2 separate regions of the Anas platyrhynchos genome follow, and region 1 is linked to region 2. A link is a contact called in public Hi-C data. All regions are on one chromosome and are shown on one strand. Each heading gives the region's core, a stretch centred on a gene start, on an enhancer-like site or on the middle of the called end of the contact. The rest is flanking DNA. Distances are from core to core; before and after follow the strand shown.

Region 1 (2,819 bases), core at 221-2,720, 35 kb before region 2:
GAAGTCTTTTGACAAAATAAAATATACACCTATTTTAATCGAATGTTTTGCTCAATCTTTAATGAATCTTTTCATTTGAAGTACGTTAGCTGATGGAGTGAAAAAGAAGCAGAATTTGGAAAAATAAAAATTAAAGCCAACAAGCTTAATTTTGAAAAGTTCAAAGCGAAATATGGTGTACCTTGGAATTTTCTTCCTAAATTATGTTCTAGTAAATCACTTGTCTATCCGGACTGTCCCACATAACTCTACATTTGTTCTAGCAAAAACCAGTGTTAGCAATTACACACACACACAAGAATTTACCTTTTTCTCATGCCTATGAATGATCAGAATTGCAAGCACCCCAGGCAGAGATTTTCAGCAAATGGCATTTTGTAGCTTTCAGATTAGGAAGCAAAACAATTTGAGAGGGTACTTCCAATTCCTTGTATCAGACCACACAACCCATGCCCAGAAGATGCCTGTTGAGGTCAGCACTTCACGGAGGCACTCCAAATGGGCACCTCCCCTTCTGCCTTTCCTGCCTCTCTCTTCTGCCACCCCAAGTCTTGAACTGGCTCGACACCAGCATTTAACATCGCCACCTTGCCTCTGCGTTAATACCGAAAGGTTTTGTCGTTTCTGTGGATGCATTTCTTTTTTTCCCCACACCCGTTTCACCTTCCTTGAAGAAGCAGTGTGGCTTTCAAGGGACATTTCATGACTGCCAGCCAGATGGAGAGGAGGAGCACCATCCCACCCTCACCTGCCTGTCTCTTGGCAAGCAGGCAGGAGATGTTGGCCACCACCAAGAGAAGCTGGGAGAGCCCGCTGAGGTGGGAAGGGAGATGCTGCCCCAGCACATGGGGCCTGTGGCCACCAAGAGAGCCCAGCACGAGGAGCTGGGGCCAGTCCCACATTTGCACGCCCATCCCTATGGGGACAGCTCCTGTCCCCCCATCTAAGAGCAACTCAGGTTACAGGCACTCAGCTTCATCTGTGCTGTTGCTGTTTCATCCACCTGTTATCTTCTGCTGTTCTTCAGAAATTACTGCCAAATTATGCTCTTTTTTTTTTTTTTTTTCTTCCTCCATTATTAATATCTTTTCTAGGGTGGATAGCTTCCCAGATCACCCTCCACCCACTTACACACATGCATGCACATACACTTTATAGAAAGTGTTTACTTATGCGGGGGCAATAGTTTAAAAGGTAAATGAAATAGAGGACGCAGCCTGGATTGGCTTAGCAACACAAACAGTGCCAGCAGGTAAAGGGCCCGGGCCTGTTCTTTCCCACCTCAGAATTGTTTTAAAATGACACCCCTTCATAATTAATTGTACAGCACCTGATTAGTCACTATTGACAGACCCAGAGCCAATTGACTCTTTTTTTTTTTTTTTTTAATCTGGCTGGGGAGAAAATATGAAGTGCCTGTAGCGACACACACACACGCTGCAGCTCCTGGTGATTACATCAGGCAGCTGAGCAATTAGAGCCCCGAGTATCAGCGCTCGGGCTGGAGGCAGCGGTGGCAGGATCACAGCCCCGCGTCAGCCTTTAATATGAAAATGAAGAAGGGAAGCAGCAAATCCAATAAACCGGAGAAGTCAAACAAAGCCAACTGGGAGTTCGTTTGTTGATAAGCGGAGGGAAGAAACGCGGCTGATAAAGCTGGGTGCTTCTGCAACTCCCGTCTCTCCCGTGGGTGAGGAGGATTAAATTACTCAGGAGGCAGCCTGAATACACCCAAGCAGGAAAACAACCCCAAAGGCAAAAATAAATAAATAAATAAATAAAAGAGTGTGTATTTCGTTTGCAGCGGGGCAGAACGGGTGCGTTTCTACCCCCTTTCCACTTCCAGGCATCTGCGGGTTCTTTGCAAAGCAAATGAGTTTGCTCCCTGACAGGGCAAGGACACACGGGAGTGGACCAGCCGCTTTTGCTCACCTTGGTCTGAAATTGTGTTATCGTGCTGAAAGTTTGGAAAGAACAAAGTCAGCCTCCACTACCAAGAAGGCAGTTTCCCACTCACTTCGCAAGGTCCTTCCTCTCAAGCTCCCCCAGACGCAGGGACTTCATGCGCCTCAGCACAGTACCAGTTTAACTCACCCGTTGTACAACCCAGTAAAGCTAAGTCCTGCCACTGTGCAAACACTTTACTCTCAAAGAAGAGGATCTGTACAAGACCTTAGCCAACTTCTGAGTACTTCTGTGTAAGGTATTAAGCCAATATTGGTGCCTACATAGGAGCTTGCACCGATTTGAGTTAATCAGTTTAAACCCGTACCTTTAGATAAATACTTGTGTGCAGGCAGACAATGACTTAGGATTTGACTGAAAGCTCAATGAATACAATGTGAATGGATGTGTAGTCTGAATAAATACACACATAAATAAATAAGGAGCCACTTAATTAAGGTTCTGCGGCCATTCTCCTCCCAGAGGAGGCACTGTGCTCAGAAAACCCCAGAGCTAAGTCTGAAGTGGATTACACAGCTTTGGCAGAGAATCTGCTGCTCTGGAAGATGAGGAGCTCATTAGGAACATGTTACGGTAGAAAATATTCCCTCCGTGGAAAGGCCCCCACACATCTAGACTACTTTAAGCAAGGTGATTTTTCCCTGAAGGAGTGCCTGCAGAGCAAAGATCCTCCTCTTGACTGACATGAACCATCTTGGCTATAGGAAGAGTCCAAGCCACGCTGGGTCCAAGGTGACAAGCCCTTCTAAACGTGCCTAGCTCTGGACTGGGCTGGTACACATGCTCCAGACATGTCCTGAGGTACTTTCTCAGTTAATATATTAAACAACAGTACAAAACGCAGCATATGGTTT
Region 2 (2,770 bases), core at 204-2,703:
ATACAGAGAGGGCTGCATACAATATGCTGCACCATAAACAACAAGAAATTGCCGTGGCCTGGGGCTCTAAGGAATCAACTGGATATTCAGTTTCTTCCCATTTAAAAAAAAAAAAAAAAAAAAAAAAAGCTTAAACACGCAGGCTTAATTTCAACTGATTTCTGACTGAGCTAGGGTCCTGAGTCTGTTAGATATTTTCAACTTTTTTTTTTTTTTTTTTTAGCCAATAGATCCCTTAGACATTCCCTTCTTATATAACACAGCAAACAGCTGCAACTAATCATTTTTCATTATGGTTTTGTGTATCTGCTTTGTTTTACAACAAATTTTACTCAAACAACAAAAAATGCAACAGAACAACTTCTGCTTACTGTAAAAATGAGATTTTCTGAAGATCGGCAGAACTCTGGAAGTGTTACCAGATACAATTAGGCCAGTGTGCTTCTAAACTATAGCTGGGAAAAGGATATGGATCAAGGAAAAAAAAATAAGGAAAGAAGGGAAAAGAAACAAAGCTTAGAACACAAGAAAATAAAATATATTTTGTCCATTTTCTATTACTGTTCATCATATCCGGATAACGTGAAAATTATCAATACATTTTATATAAGTATCTATTTGTTTCTAGCAATCATTCCTCAGGCTTTGACTTGCAACTGAAGCAATTCACCAAGCAGGTTTACGTTTCTGTGTCGCAAGTACACCGTTCCCATGCATCAGGAGAAGAGAGGAGTGGATCTGCGTGCAGTGAGCGGTGAGGAACGTCCGAGCATCCCTGGGGACAAGCAGCACCCCCCCCCCCGAGCTGCAGCCACAGCACAGCACAGGAGATAAAGCACACACATATCACTTTACTGCCACGGGCAAGCTAAACCTAGGAAAAGTGTACTGAATTATTAAATAAGCAATTCTGATAACACGAGATATTAAATGCAGATAGGGTTGGGTCAACCAAATTACTTTTTTTTTCTTAATTCTTCCCTGCAGAAATATTGGTGCTAAAGCAAGCCCGGCACCTCCCCTTCGTACACATACACCTCTCCTCAGAAGGTAGCTAAAATCGGTGAAGAAAAGGAAAAAAAAAAAAAAAAAAAACACAAAACAACATAATACAGCAAAGTCCTACCGAGGAATAGTGTTTTAATGAACACACAAAGCAACTAGGTGACATCTTTATCAGCCCTCATAAACCTTGATTGAATACACAGCGATAAGCCCTGTTTAAACTGTCATCCTCGCGATAACACGCACGGAGACAGCGCGGGCCTTGGCAACGGGCTGCGGGGAAGAGGCCTCTCCAAAAGTGCAGGCACCGCGAGGTAGTAATGTACATCACGTAAACAGCCCAGAGCCGGCAAGGTTGGTGTATTTTGGGCTGGCTGAGCGTGTACACGGGCATCTTCTGGTGGCAGAGGCCTGCGAGGGCCCAACTCCACAGCCAGCCTGCCCGTGGGGCCGGCGAGTTGGCAGGGGAAGATGGGCGCCCTCAGCCAGAGCGACCTTCGGCACTGAGGTCTGCAAACACCAAGAGTTTCATACAGGAGGTTTTGAAGGGTTTGAGGAAAGCCTGCTCTGGTTTTCTTTTCTTTTCTCTCTCTCTTTTTTTTTAAACCAGCGTTATTCACGCTGTGTACAACATTCAGCATTAGGAAACAACTCAGGGACAGAATGGGTATGGAAGTCAGCAGTAATGCGACTTTTTATATCAGAGGATCTGGTCCTGAACAGCTGGGATATTTATTTGAAAAAAAAAAAAAACAAAAAAAAAAAAAACAAACATATAAATAAATAAATATAATTAAGCATTTCAATATAATTAAGCATCTCCAGGAAATGCTTGTACTCTCCAGGAAAGCGAGGATTTGATTCATCGATGTTTCTGTATTTATCTCTAGCTTAACAATGAAACTGAAATTTACACTTGAACTTTTATTCCCTTTCCCCACCTCGTCCTTCCCTCTCCGTAACGCGTGCAGTGACACCCTCTGGCAGCTCACCCAACACCGCAGCACCACGAGGCCGAAACCCAAGGACGTCCAGAGCTGGCACTTCGTCACCCTTCCTTTATCCAACGCGGATTTCTTCCACCAGGTGCTTTAAAACATAACGACTGTTACTTGTTAACTATAATAAAATATATATTTGTATGTGATTACTAGTTAATTAATAAGTTAATAATTCCCACTGCTTGGGAGGTGGAAGACAATAGTCCATTTTGTGCCTGTTTGGTCTTTGGCAGGCCTGTGAGCTAGCACTAGAGCTGGGTTTTAGTTTTCCACCAGAAAAAGGTCTGACACCACTACACAGCTGGTATACCACCATGCAAGGAGCTGGCAGGGGAGGCATGTTAGCTGCTCAGGAGCTCATTTATTTATTTCTAGGCTTTTTTGCATACACTAGCTGATCTCTTCTAGTACCATCAAGTATTATTTTTTCCTCATTTTACATACAGGAATGAGAGGAAACACAAATTAAGTGGCTTGGGTGAAGACTCCCAGAAAACTCTCAAAAATCATATCTAACAAATCCCAGTCTCATGGCTGCAATTAGAAGACACATCTCTTCAACTTCATTAATGCAGGTTCTCTGTAATACATGTAGGCTCCCAACGTTTAAACAAAGTGATCCAAGATGAGGCCGGAACCCACACAAATACTGCCAATTACACAAAGTATTCACCAAAAGGAAGACCAGGTTTTAATTTAACTAGAGCCCGATGGCTTGGAAACTTCAGAAATTCCTGGAATGAAAAATTAGGAGGAAAAAAAAA

What was found. A called contact is a pair of places that touch in the nucleus more often than the background predicts.
Region 1: a Hi-C map of liver shows a contact between it and region 2, with 4 times the contacts expected there. The contact joins two enhancer-like sites. A contact is called at or near these places in 2 of 8 Hi-C or Micro-C datasets (liver and skeletal muscle).

Annotation. Positions count from the first base shown.
Region 1 is chr2:54,570,067-54,572,885 of IASCAAS_PekinDuck_T2T, reverse strand. It overlaps LOC110351836 (a long non-coding RNA gene), which reads right to left. Exons shown (of 3, transcript XR_002399816.4): 3 at 2,400-2,819. Among named protein-coding and RNA genes, the nearest start is that of GATA6, 41 kb to the left of the region's middle. Within about 2 kb of position 1,470, at least 2 of the 8 cell types and tissues checked have an H3K27ac peak or open chromatin away from gene starts, as enhancers often do.
Region 2 is chr2:54,534,699-54,537,468 of IASCAAS_PekinDuck_T2T, reverse strand. No RefSeq gene overlaps it. Among named protein-coding and RNA genes, the nearest start is that of GATA6, 77 kb to the left of the region's middle. Within about 2 kb of position 1,453, at least 4 of the 8 cell types and tissues checked have an H3K27ac peak or open chromatin away from gene starts, as enhancers often do.